Linked DNA regions of Gossypium arboreum: region 2 is linked to region 1. A link is a contact called in public Hi-C data. All regions are on one chromosome and are shown on one strand. Each heading gives the region's core, a stretch centred on a gene start, on an enhancer-like site or on the middle of the called end of the contact. The rest is flanking DNA. Distances are from core to core; before and after follow the strand shown. Region 1 holds the start of LOC108484118. Region 2 holds the start of LOC108484108 (SH3 domain-containing protein 3).

Evidence for each region. Hi-C and Micro-C count contacts between places; a contact is called where the count stands out from the background.
Region 2: a Hi-C map of leaf shows a contact between it and region 1, with 3 times the contacts expected there. The contact joins the promoter of LOC108484108 here to the promoter of LOC108484118 in region 1. A contact is called at or near these places in 3 of 5 Hi-C or Micro-C datasets (all in leaf).

What each region holds. Positions count from the first base shown.
Region 1 is chr6:23,483,906-23,491,268 of ASM2569848v2, reverse strand. LOC108484118 reads left to right here and starts at 2,389. Exons shown (of 3, transcript XM_017787788.2): 1 at 2,389-2,813; 2 at 3,301-4,067; 3 at 4,156-4,464. The coding sequence starts at 2,720. The coding sequence ends at 4,248.
Region 2 is chr6:23,658,759-23,666,247 of ASM2569848v2, reverse strand. It overlaps LOC108484108 (SH3 domain-containing protein 3), which reads right to left and starts at 2,338. Exons shown (of 10, transcript XM_017787772.2): 1 at 2,020-2,338; 2 at 1,143-1,265; 3 at 660-729; 4 at 378-532; 5 at 10-111. The coding sequence starts at 2,079.

The DNA.
Region 1 (7,363 bases), core at 1,140-3,639:
ATTAAATCTTAAATTCAATGAATGTAGTAAAAGAGAAAAGCAAAGCTATTTCCTTTCTCTAGTTTATTTTATTTTATTCTACAAATTCAAATCCCTCCTCAACTGCTTTCCGGAAATATATTAATATATCATTTCATACTTAAATCTAGCTTTAACATTTTATTTGGTATTTAAGTTTAATTTTAATATTTAATTTGATACTTAAATTAAAAACATCATGTAATTTAATAAATATTCGATACTTAAATTTTGGTATAAAAATATAGGTACGTAAATATTAAATTAAATATTTAAACCAAATTTAAGCATTTAAATGAGATAAAAAATTAAATATCAAATTAAAAATTAAAATTAAACTCAAATACTAAATTTTAAAAATTTAAATACCGAAAAGATTTGTCCCTAATTTATATTATATAAATTTTAATGAGTTTTTCATCAAAAAAAAAAAATTAATGAGTTTGGTATTGGGATCTAGACATATCTGCTGCCGACTAAATACTGCCAATAGAATAATCTGAAAAACCACGTGGCTTCCCTCATTCAAATCCCATCTTAATCAACACATAAAATTTTCATCATCCGCTTGGCAAATCCCGCACCACTCTTCCCATCTCTTTTTATTTATTTCACTAAAATCAAATTTGCACACTTCTAAAACAACTCTATGGACATGTTAAGTAAATAAAAATTATATTTAAATTTTTAGTTTGGGTGAAATTTTGAATAATTACGGGATTAAGTTGAAATAATGAAAATGTTTTTAGTTGGAAGTGTTATTTTTCAATACGTTGAAAATATTGTCAGTTATAAATTCGTTGAAAACATTTTTAAGTGGAAGTATTTTCATTATTTCAACCTAATACTATAATTTTAAAATTACAGCCAAATCTGATAATTTTAAAAAAAACTGTATTTTGGAGAAATTTGCTCATATAGTTTTGAATTGTGTCTCTCAATAATTTTTTTATTATGTTAAAGTGAAAGAAAGTTTAATGAAAACATTACTTATTATTTTATTTGGATCCTTAACGTTAATTAAAAATGAAAAGGAAGTAATTTTAACAAATGTTTTTATTAAACAATGGAAAAAGAAAGAAATTATTAATTATCATATTTTTACAATTATATACATTAAAAAGAAAAGACAGAAAAATAATAGAAAATAAATATAATATGTCAACAATTTACTATATAAATGATTAAATATGTAGATAAAAATAAAATCAGTGAAAAAACATACTTGTGAAGAATTCATTGGAACAATAGAGAAAATCAAGTAGTAAGAAAGAGGTAATAGACTTTTTTTATAAAAATAATATTAAAAAATTAATTAATTATAAAAATAGGGTCAAGAACAAATTATTGCAAAAATGTGGTGTTTGTCATAGTAACTTTGGGTGCCACCTGATATATTGATGACACTAGTACATTTTAAAAAAGAGTCTGATAAAAAAAATACTGAAAAAATGAAAATAAAATGTTGGTTTGTGATTTAAACACCAGACAACAACCTTTTCTCTGTATTTAATGCCTTAATGCCTTTTTCCTTGCATTTAACCCCTAAAATCATAACTTTTTTTTTATTTAATCAAATGGATGCAATTAAAAGAAATATTTTTTATTTGACAAATTAACAACACCAATTAAAATTTCTTTTTCATTTATTTAACTTTTCTTTCTCCTGAAAACTTTTTTAAAAAAGTTCATTGGTGCTACCAATGTGTCAAGCAGCACCCAAAGTTAGCGAACACTCCAATTTCGTAATTAATTTTATTCTTACCCTCTTTTTGTAATTAATTAAAATTTTAATATTATTTTTATAAAAACCCGAGGCAATAGTTTTTTAATGTTTAATTAATAGATTAATACTTTAAACCAATTTAAAATAAGTTTAATTTTGTCTTAATATTTTTTAACTTTCAAGAGAAAATTAAATTTTAGAGAAAGTAAATAAAATATGACATACTAATTGATCTCTTGCTAAAATGAGTGAATTTTATATTTGAACCTTTCATAAAATAAATAATCTTTGGTAATGTCTAAAACTACTCATAGTCTCTCCTCAAGTCATAACTAATAGAATAATACATTTCAAATCTTTCGAACCCACATCCTCATACATCAATAATAATGATTATAACAATCGAATCCATTATTACATCTCCTAAAACTTAATAAATTTATGAGGATCCTATTACACAAAATATTGAATTTTATTCTTGTCCAATTCCAATTCCAATTCGGAATGTCTGTAAATGTAGAATAAAATAAGAATATTTTGCATTTAACATATATATTTGTTTTATTTCTTGAAATGTTAAACATTCCTTAGACAAAATAAGTATGTGGCTATAAATGAAAAACATAAATGATGACAAAATTAAAACAAGAACACCCCCCCCCCCCCCCAACGCCATAAATATAAAAAGGCCATCCACTCTCAAAGTGAATTCAAACGGATTAAGGCAGAAGGAGCGGTTCTTTGAAGGGGATTGATTCACCCTTTGGCTTTTTCTACTCATTTCTCAATGTACTGTCACTAAATATTACCCACTTCTACTACGGTCTTTTCTTCTGTTTTGCCAATACAGCTAGGTTTTCCTTTACCAGTGACCGTCTAGTAGTGGGCAGTAGCCAAATAAGCAAGTAGAGAGAAGGCTGAAGGGGACACACACCCCACACAAGATTTGGTACAAAGGGAGGAAGGGAGTCAGTCATGCCATCAGGTGCTAAGAAGAGAAAAGCTGCCAAGAAAAAGAAAGAGCAAGCGGTCAACAACATCAATCCTTCGACTATCAACAATCCACTTGGTACTTTTTGCTTTTTTTCTTTTAATTTCTGTTTCGGGTTTTGGGTTTTGTTTTTTGATGGGTTTTATTTATTTTATAACTTCTTTTTAATTGAATCGTACTTGGTTCTGTATATGCATGCATCATTCAGTTCTTTATTTGATTTGTTGGAGTTCTATAGTTAAACAAATCAGGTTGGTATGTAATGTTAATTTCTAGTTCCTGCCCTTAATTAATTGATGTGGTTGCTTTTCAAAGGGTTTGCCCTCCTTTAATCACTTACAGTTTATTTTGTTTTAGGGTCTTGTGGTGATTTTTAGCGTGTCCTGTATTTTACTTAATTTTTTACCAGAATCCTTGTTATTGGAAGAACTTGTCTATACATTTCGAGTTATAGTGCATTTCCTTTCTAGTATTTGACTATTTTGGTCCTGTTTAGAGGGGATTGGTGAATTTGTTGTTTGCATATTGGTTTGGAATTGTTATGATGTTTATCTAATGGTTCTAGGAAATGATGATCCGAGAAGCCAAGATGAAAGGGACAGTGATGGCGGTGATGCTGGTTCCCCTGCATCTCATGATGGCCACAATCACCAGCATTCATTTGGTCAGGGCGGAGATGAAGAGAGATCACAATCACATCTAACTGAGGAGAAGTCTGTGGAAGAAGCCGCTAAAGATGCAAAGAGCACCGAGAGATCGGGATTGGATGATGTTGATGTTAAAATTGTAAAAGAGTGGGAACCAAACAAGGATCTTGAGAGCACACATGTTTCAATTCAGCATGTTGATCGTGATAAGAGCTCTAGTACCAGCAGCAACAGTAGTTCAGATGACGAATCTCAAGCCTTTGAGAAGAAGTCAAATGAAGAAACCTGTAATCTTGGTTCTGATGCGGCCTCGTATAGTACCGAGGATAAGTCAGCTACTGTTTTGTCTGAAGAAGTTCTGAAGGTTGCTGAAAATAACACACTTGAGAATGCTGATAGTAATTCTGCAGTGGAGACTGTTGCTGTTGACAATTTGGTAAAGAACATGTCATCTGTGCCAGAGGAGGTGGAATTTTCTGCAAAGAATTCAGTACCTGATGTAGTTGAATCAGGGTTGAAGGAGAATGAAGAGAAATTATTGCCTTCATCAAATGGGGTTTCAGGGGTTGAATTGGAAGGAGTTGAAGGAAAAAATTTCCCATCCTCCGGTATTCCTACTGCTGAAACTAGCAATGTTGCTGAAAAAAACCATGCATCCGGGCCCCATGGTTATCCTGAAAAGCAGGTATATCTTCTTCCTATTCTTTTCTACAACTGTGAGTTTGAATATTCTTTATTTAATTTGACTGGATATTTGCTGCATTGGTTCGCAGCCTCTTGTTGCTCCTACTCCACCACCAGTGCAAAGAACCTCATGGTTAAGTTGCTGCGGATTGTTTGAAGTTTTTACTGGTTCTGGGAGATAAATTGAAGGCTTGGGTTATCCATAAAGTTAAAAGATCAATTTTATACTTTCCTTTATAGTTTGCAGTACTGCTAATTGAGATATACTAAGTAGCTCATATAGTTTGTGCATGTGTGGGTGTACGAGAATGCTTGGACTATGAAACTTGAACTTGAGATCTGGAACTTATTGTTTGTCATTTGATTGTTTTATCAGTTATCTGGTATTCTTTTTCCAATCTGCAATGACCTTGCTTTTAACCTCGTTATCATTTTCTTTCTTTACGGATTCATTTCTTAAAGCCTACAACTATTCATGAATAATTTCTGGTTGATCCAGATAGCTTGATGAATGATGAGAAGGATGAAAGGCCTTATGGTGGTCTGTTTAATTGTCTCTCTGGTTAATCGTGTTGTGTAGTACACTGTTTGCCCATTAATATTTTCATTTTCATCTCATATCATCTGGAGAACTTTTTAAAAGTTTGCTTTCATGTAATGTTGGAGGCTATATGTAAGTCCATTTTCTTCCTTGTTGGACTAAGAGTCATGTGCCAATGGCAATTGTGGCATCCATTTACTGAATGAGCCCCTTATATTTATTTTGTCTTTGGAATAGTTGGTTTGGTTAAATTGGTGATCAGTTAACCAGAATATTAGGGGCTTGAAAATTTCAACTGGGATGGCACCGGATTTTATAATATTAGTTTAGTTGTCTTTAATTTTCTGGGTACTTGATTTTGTTTTGTATTTTCAGCTCCCCCTGTTTAAACATATGTTAATTGAAAGTCCCAAGTTCTGACCAATTTTTCATGAAGTATTCATGTCCAATTCATATATGGGCAATTTGGACTATGACCCTCCAGTAACTCTTCAAATACATGAAAGATATAATACCATCCAACGCTCACTCCCTAATCTAAGGACATAGCTTTTGGGGACAGTCTTTCTAATTTCTTGTGTCTAATTATTTGTTGGTTTTTCTTTCACTACTTTAATTAGTGTGCAACTACGTAGCTAGCTGTTTTCTGTGAAAAATACCCTGATGGATATTATTTTGTGGTGCCCAATACTGATCTCTTGTGCCATTCTGAACATCAATATATGTCACTCAAAAATAATGAACAGACCTAGTTAGGAAAACAGCTCCAAGGCTTTGTAGTAGTGATAATGCTGATGCTGATAGTAGCTGCTAGCTGGTCGTACGTAAGTGGGTTGGCTTGAGTGTGGTAATTTCCTTAAAAGATGCTACAAGGTTTTTCTTTTTGGCCATTTGTTTAGAGGGAAGGGAGTCTAGGGTTAAAATCATGGCAAGTCTGTTGTCACTGTAGTGGCTTAGTTGATTATGCTACAAGGTCTGTGAGAGTAATTTCAACAAAATTCATAGAAAACAAACTTGAACTAAACTCTCATACATAAATCTAGGATTATTTCACCTTTATTTCCTGTTCAATGTATTGTTAATCTAGATAACTGCATTTATGTTTTTATCTTTGCAATCAATCCGGCTTCGATAGGCAAGACAAACAATCTCTCTAATTGGATTTAAACGTAATAGTTTTAATACAAGTCACTTGCTGATTAGGAATACATGAACTATATAAATTACGTCCTAATATAAGTTATATTGCATTCCAAAACATTCTTTCTTAAAGATAACTTTTAGATAATAAGTGAGTTAATATTTGATTAAAACCATTTATTTTTCATACAAAACCATTTAAGACGTCCATACTAATAAATATTGATTAAACGTTTGGAAATTTTATTAATTCAAACAATTGAAACATTATATAGTAATTTATAGCAAAATTACTACATCAATATATCGTATTTAACATTATAAGATTATGTACATTTGGGAGTTAGTTCTTTTACTTTTATTTTTAAAAATTTAGTCTCTTAATTATTTAGATTTAAAAATCTGGTTAAAATGTTAATAGCGATAAAATTTTTCTGTTAAATTTATCGGTGTAATAATTTAAGAAATAAAAGAAAAAGGCTTATTTGACAACAATGTAAATAGAAAAATAACACGGTAATGAATCGAAATAACAAAAGAATTTTAACAATGTTAATAATTATAGTTAACTAAATTTGAAATGGAAAAAAATAAATAAAAAGCCTGTGAGATATTGATATCCACATTTTTGCTTAATTGATTCCATACCAGAGAAATTTGTTGCCGATGGAGTTTTCAGAGTCTTAATTTTCATGGTAGCTCCATTACCCTCGTAAATAAAGTAAAATAGAAATAAAAGTATTTTGGGTGTGGTTGGATGAAAGTATAATTATTTTTATTTTTTGTGATTATAATGAATTTTCTTAGGTATAAATTGACTATAAATTTTAATTCAAAAATATTAATTGTTATAAGAAATATCAAGAATACCTTAAAAATTCTTTGAATTAAAATCAATACAACATGTTACGATTATTAATAAGATTAACAAAATATTTAATTTTATCTAATTACTCTATCCTTTTATATTTATTCTCTAACACTAGACATTATAAAACACTTCCTTTTCTCCCTCTTTTGGTTAAATTTTAGCTTTGGTTCTTATATTATGCTTTAACTTTAAATTTTTTGATATTTATTTTTTATATAATTTGGCACCTTAATTTTATAATGTTAGGTAAGAAATTATATTGTTAATCACTCAATTATTAGTAAATTTATTTTTGATCGTTCAACTATAAAAATTACGAAATGGTCACTCAACTATTTGACTTTTTCTTTTGGTTAGTAGCCTTTAAATGTCTAACACAAAGATGACGTGGTAAGGATATTCAAACGGTTAATCGAACCGAATTAGTATTAACCAAATTAATCAAACTTTTTAATCCTTTAACCGTTAACTGAACCGAAGTTTTTCAAAAAAATTAACCAAACCGAAATATTTCGGTTAATTCGGCCAGTTAACCGAAATTTATGTGTTTTTGTTTTTTTAAAATAAGTATAAAACATACAAAAATTGATAATGTTCATTTGACCGAATTAACATGTAATATATAATAGCCTAATACATATAATATATAATATTATTTACTAAGTTCGATTAGTTACTCTATTTCAAACCCAATTAACTGTTACTTGATATTCTAAAAAACTATTAATCAACCTCCGACTGAACT
Region 2 (7,489 bases), core at 1,089-3,588, 180 kb before region 1:
ATTACTTACCAGTGCCTCAGCTTCCTGCCTCATTCGACTATAGCGTTGAGCAAGATGACGAGCATCTTCCAAAGGAGCACCAGCACTCATTGCTCTCAAGGGATCCAAAACCTTACGTATTTTGAAATAGAAGGGTCATGTTTCTAATCAGCACTAGTTATTCTCAATAAAATGTAACAAAAGCATGCAACAGGACAAAGGACATACAAATTCTTTGAATGCATACAAAAACATAGTCTGGTAACATTTAGCAAGGAATACAACGAAAGCATCATACTCATTTTGGATTGAATGTGTTTACAAGTACATAACTAAAAATTTATTTTATGATGTGATGAAAAGAGTCTTTCAAAACACAACATCCGATAAATGTCAACCTGTTGGGATAGCAACTTAATCAAATCTTCTTGCTCCTTCTCTACATGTTTACAACCATCACCATAAATAGCTGCAGCTTTGGCAAGAACATTTTCGTTGATGTTTTCACTGTTTTCAGTTCCATATCGGCAGCATTCTTCAGAGAACTTGGTTCCTGATTATCATAAAGATTAAGAACCATAAAGATAAAGCTTTATCTTCACAATATATGTTATTTATTTCAATCGCACAAAATTCATGTCAGAACAACAAAATTAAAAAGGTATGAATTAATGCTGCACCTGTTTCAATATGCTTATACCCGATGGCTGTAAATGCTTCTGCAGCTTTAATAACTTCTTTTTGAAAATCCTGAAAGGAAGAGCGGTAAATTCGTTAAGCAAGCACTCCATGGGTATTAAACTTGCAGTAAATATAAAAGAAAATTAAGAGAAATTAGTTTTTATGAAAGTTAGGCAAATTGAGAAACTAAATATCAGAATATAGTACAGCCATTAGTAGCTCTCATAATAAATTTTGTTCCTCCAACCAGGCGCACTCGCAGAGTAACTGTTACCTTTGAAATTTTATTTAGTTAAAATGACACCAAAGGGATTTAACTGAAGTACTTAACTGTAACTCAAGTAGATAGGATGCACTAAAGTTACATACTGAAAATGGCTTCATTTGTGAAGATATGAATAACATGGATTCACAGAGAACAAAGCAATATGACAGGATTATCAAATTAAGTTTCACAAATTTATGATGGAAATGTTGTTTACCCTAGCTGAACGAGTGGACTTGTACAATTTGTCCAGTTGTTGATGCCTTTGCATCTCAATCTCGTCAATAACTACAACATCTGAGCTCTCATAACCAGTTCCACTGAATTGCTTTATTACGGCCTGCAAAAAAAATTCTTTTAACTCAATAGGAGAAGACATTGATCATCTGAAGAAAAATGCAACTAGCAAAACTAACATAAACATAAGAATTAAGGGTAACTTGTCAGGACTCAATTAAAACAAAATTAGCCCAGTTAGAATAAGATAGGATGATATTGTTTTCGAGTAAATGATCCTAACAAGGTAAACCAAATGAATGACATCCATGCCCATGTTTAAACCAAATGCAAAAACACTTGCAAAGATAAAAGCCAATCAATCAACACTTGGAAGCACTTGAGATCTTACTGATTACTCAACTTTCAGGTAAAGGATGAAGCTTTGCAATAACAAAAGCTTCTGGAAACTCTGCATCTACTCTTTTCCCTATGTTAGAAAATGTAGGGCAATCTAATGGTAGGTACAGTTTTTTGAGAATATAGCAGAAAACAAACTCAAAGGACATGGAACTAGCTAATTTACCTAAAAAAGAATGATTCGTCTTTGATGATTATAAATTACAATTTAACGTTTAGAATTAACTCCACAATTAAATATTTAATTCTTGAAACATATACATTAGGCCCCCAAACTTCTAGAAGTCAAAGTAATTAAACAAATCTAATTCTGTAATCCAAGACTAAATAAAATCTTTGCTTTCATTTTCCCAGATTTCCTCCATTATCCTGACAACCAAATCAACAGAACTCGGTTCTCATTAAACCCAGGAAAATAAATTAAAAGAGAGAGGAGTGAAGGGTTGTGATGAAATTGCCTGCTGTTGCTTGGCAACTTGTTCTCTGAGCTTGCTGGCTTGCCTTCTAAAAGCATCCATTGCTGCCTCTTCTAGTTCTACCTCCACTCAACACAACGAAACAGATTTACAGAAAGAAAAAAGTACTAGTTTCTTGAAATTTGGATTTTATTTTATCGATTGATCGACTTAGCAGATCTGGCAGCTGGCTGGCTACGTTTGAGTGACCAAAGCCTTCGATTACCTCACTGTCGTCTCGTAATTTTTGTTTTTTTCGGGTTGATGCAATAATTAATGGGCTGCTTAATTTAGGATAGCTCTGAGCCAACCTATATTTCTTTGTCGGCCTTCAGCTCAGCTAAATTTGCTGGACTGGACTTTTATCATTTCAGCCCACTAAATTTTAAATAATCATTCAAATATTTATCATTTCATTGCAATCAATTTCTTAAAAACAATAATATAAACTTGTTAAAAATATTTAATTGATATTTGAATTTTATTTTGTATTTACTTGTATTTCGTTACGCATTGCTCTTAATTTGTTAACAACATTAATTTTTAAGGATTAGCATGTGCTTTGTCCCATGAACTTATCCAAAAATAATTAGTTGATACCTAAATGTTCAAAAATACCTAATTGATACTTGAACTTCTCTAAAAATTATACTTTTTAAATTAATTTATATTTTTAAAATAATTATATATATTTTTTAATTTATATCCTCACGTGTCATACAAAGAGGTTATCACGTGTCACTATAGGATTAGTCATTAACACCACATCAATACAAGCTAACAGCTTTAATGTAAAGGTACCAATTTGGATGACAGGATATTAATTTAGATACCAATTAGGTAAAAAAAAAAGAAAATACCAACTAATTACTTTTAAACAAGTTTAAGGATAAATTACTTATTAACTTTTAAAAAATTCAATTAAATCTTTAATTGGATGGAAATTGACTAATGTTGCTGAGGGTAAGAAAAAGTTGGTGGGAAAGACATTGGCTCATACAGTGGAGGGACGTCGTGCAGAGAACCTAGTTGCTTGGTTTCTTTTAGGGCCTAATGGAGGATGGTCAAGGGTTAGTTCCTTTAGTGTGAGCTTCGCTTGCTCTTACGAGGGTAATTATAGATGGACAGTAGTCTTGGGTTTGGACACGTGTTTGTAGATCTTAGGACATGGTGGACCCTTATTACATCTACGGTGTCTTTTTACAAGGCTGACAACATGATTTGATGTTATGTAAGTATAAGTTGTTGGAAAAATTCGATCTAAAGATCAAGTTTTTGCAAAATAGAATTTTTTTTTTTAAATGGAATTATTTATAACAATAAATTTTACCAAACTTAGTACATGTGCTTTTGACTAAATGGTTTAATTGTTTCTCAGCTTTCAACTAACATAATTTTTTTTTGTTATTTTCAAATCCTCGATTTATTTAAAGAGTAAACTCTAATCACATGAATTAATCACACACAATGAAAATTATTAATTTTTTTATGGGAAAATTTAATTCTCTCTATAAGCTAGAAACCAAACACAATTTCTCACGAAAAAAAATTTACTTTATAAATAAATCGCACTAAATTCTAACAGAGTAACTATGCTCAATAGTTGTCTATTTTAACCAAACTCATAGTCCTTACTTATAAGAAAAACTCACAAGATTTCTTGTTAAACAAGAGAGGTAACGAATCAATAATGTTTTAATAGAAAATACATATAGTCCCATTAAGATTATGCTATAGGCGGCATCCATTTCTGGGAACTAGGATTGTTCCCCGTTACATGTCTAATGAGCTTATTGGGCATGTCTTATGTACTAGATACAATTATACATGTTTTCTAATATTTAAACCAACTCATATAAATCATCCAACTCGATAACCAATTTTTCATTCTTAAAATATTATTTACTTATTTATTTAACTAATTCAATTTCCTAAATTATTTTTCAATCTAATTCTAATTTCATTATATTTATAGCGACTTTATCGTACTAAAATCTATAAGTAACTATAATGTCCTATTTAATAAAATGAGATGACTAATTAATTTAATTTTCATTTCAATTCCAGTTATTTAATTATAATCAATTAAATAATAATTGATGAAATTAATTTAATCTCTAAGTTATTTCTTGTACTTAATGAGAAAATACATTCGCTACAAATAATGATACATATGAACTATTTCACTACTCGTTGTTTTCATTCATTCAACATATTGGTTCAAATGCAATATGTAAGAGGTCGTGTTAAGCTAAAAGATGGACTGATTGGACATATATAATTAAGGCTCAAATAATTTGTAATTAAGTTTCGACTCTTCGTCTATTAATTGCAACATTGTTTAGTGATGGAGTCAATCCATTAATAATACCATGACTAAACTCTCTCTTATTATATAACATTACGAAAGCAACTTATTTTTTACTTGTCCGATGATCTTGTCATATGTGTGTTACCTTTATAGGATCTCCCTAATCTCTTTGCATTAATTCCATTCACCCAACATGATCATATTTTATTTCATGGTAACTATTACATCTTCCTTCATGAAAAAGTCAATTACTAACACATAGTAATTAAATAATTTGTCCTAGACAAATGACTCATTGTCATGTTACTTTTCCATCAACCATGTAATTCCGATGAGAGAATACCAGTTACCCTTTCTTGGGCTATGAATAATGAAGTCATGCCCTGCAAAAGTCGTATACCCAACATACCAACTTTCGGCCCTATTACCAATTGAACTCAAGCTTTCAATACATCAAAATATACGAGTCACACACGCATGGTTAGCCACTTATCTCACTTACTTAGGATTGAGGAAAGTCACACCATGAACGTCACAAGTAAATAAATCCATAAACGGATCTAAGATAACTTCAACTTGGTCATGTCTGATATATTATCAATCTACACAATCACATTTATGTCTCTATCTTCTGTGAGTCATCCACTTCGATACATAAGACAAATCTCCCTAATTAGACTTGATAGACATCATAATAGTCCCTTGAATCAATTTGCTCAATTTTGATTCTTCTTACTATGGACCTTTTAGATTAATTACTAATATAAGTTATTTTCTCACATTATGATTAAACCACATGATGCAACTTAATATTAATTAAAAGTTAGGTAACCAATGAACTAATATATGCTTATACATTTTGCTTTACATGCAAAAACCATTGTGGAGAAACACAAAAGATAATAATGTGAATGATGGAATTTTATTAAATCAATCTGTTCAAAAATTACAAGCATATACAACGAAACAACTACACTAAGAGCACTAGATCCTAATTAGTCTCCTATTTGCCCTTGTAACACCCCAAACCTGACCTAAACGTCTGATCGAATTTGAAGTGTCAAATTGGTCATCAAAGTGACCCACTCAATTAAGCATTCAATTATTACAAATTAAACATAAAAAATACAAATAATGAATCGATTAACAAAAATTATGCTTATTAAAAATATTAAATTTAATTAACACAACTCAGTCAAAACCTCGTCAATTAACCAATATAAAAAAACGACTAACTAATCTGGTGGACTTTAGTACATGTCAATGCTAAGCTAAGTGAAAACCGTCTTTACATAATATGGAATTGTGGAGACTCTTTGGAGATGTTGTTCAATCATGAACCCAGGAACTCTTCGGTCCAAGTATCACATGCGCACAAATTAAAAATTCGACCGTTGAACTTTTTATAACTTAGTGGAGATCCAATACATTTTAAACTACCAATGTGTATAGTTAAAATAAAATCATTCTCATCAAATACAAATACATATATTTATGCAATAACTCAAGAAGTGAAAGTCAAATTCAATAGCAATTTTCAAAAACAAATTACAATCATAAATCAACCACAAAATAACATTTAAAATAACAATGACATCACATATAAAAAAGAATAATTACATGTTATTATTTACTATCATAAAAGATTAGCCCAAATTAAAAGTGATATAATTTGATTAATGTTTATTAGGCTTCAATTAATAAATAAAATATGGATCAAATATGTGTAGATACTCTAGTAACTAATTTCTAATTGATGATGGGTTGATTAGAAATTAAAGCTAATATGTAAAAGTTATATATTAGGGTTATAGTCCCCAAATTATACATACGTAACTTTTTTAACATCCCATCTTTAGAGATCTTTAGAAAAGAGAGAGTCACCTTCTCTAAATTACTTGTGTGCTAATTTAGAAGATTAAAACCACAAAATTCGAATATTCTAATAAATCAATGGATTCATGTATGTTTCTGCATCTAGTTTTGTTCTTGATTTATTTTTGATAATTTTACATGATGATCCTAATTTATTAAAATTTTATATTAAATATTTTTCTTACGGTTCTTATAAGTGGTATCGAGTCTGATCATGTCAAATTATTGAGAATGAGTTATTTTTATTATATATGGAATAATTCATTCTTGATTTTATGGATTTGGTGTTCCAATTATAAAGATATTAATTTTTTTAGGGTTTATGTTAAAATTTTAGGGTTTTATGAATATAGATTGATTGTATATTCATAATTGAATATATTATCAATTTGAGCATAATTACTATGGCTAAGAATCTCTTTGAAAATTTATTTGATTGCTTTGTTAATATGATTGTTTCAAATTGTTGCTTCCGACTTGAAAATGGTTGTTCATTAATCTATATTTTTTCTCCATTACATGATTGAAAACTTTAGGGTTCCTGCATTAGGGTTGCTCTATCGTCTAATTTTGAGATAATTGATGAGTATTTTTAAGGAATGAGAGAAAAGAATTTGAAAGATACCAGTAAGAACAATATCTATTAAGATATTTAATTCTATGTTGTTCGACTAAGAATGTTTTGTGTTCTTTTTTTTTCTTAATTTTAATTTTCAATGATCTCTGATTTTAATTTTTCAAAAAATAAAGTAATGATCTCTTATGATTCCATCGTTTATAGATTTAGAGTTGGTCACTTTTTAATTTCCGTACAATTGGAAATATTTACAGTTTTAATTGAGAATTAGAATTTAAGAGAATAATGCATGATTTTATTTTGCATGAATTGAGATTGGTTTTAACCGTATGATTATAAACTTTGGTCGAATTGATTTGATGGGCATTGTTTTGATGCAAATTAATGTTGATCATGATATGTGTTTAAAGAATTTGGTTTTAAGTTTGGTTCTATAATATTTAGTTTTGATATTTTATGGTTTCAAATATTTGGTTAGATTATAATGATATGATCTATAGTTTGAATCGTGGGATATGCCAATTATTATGATGTTGATTTTTTTAATATTTAACTTTGATAAAAATATTATTGTTGGGACTTTGGGTGGTCTACCTTATTTGGTCACTTATTTTCATATATGATTTGTATATGGTAAGACGATGATTCATAAAACATGATGTTCATATTTTAGAAATTTAAGTTTTTGTTGGAATTTTTCTTTGGTTTCT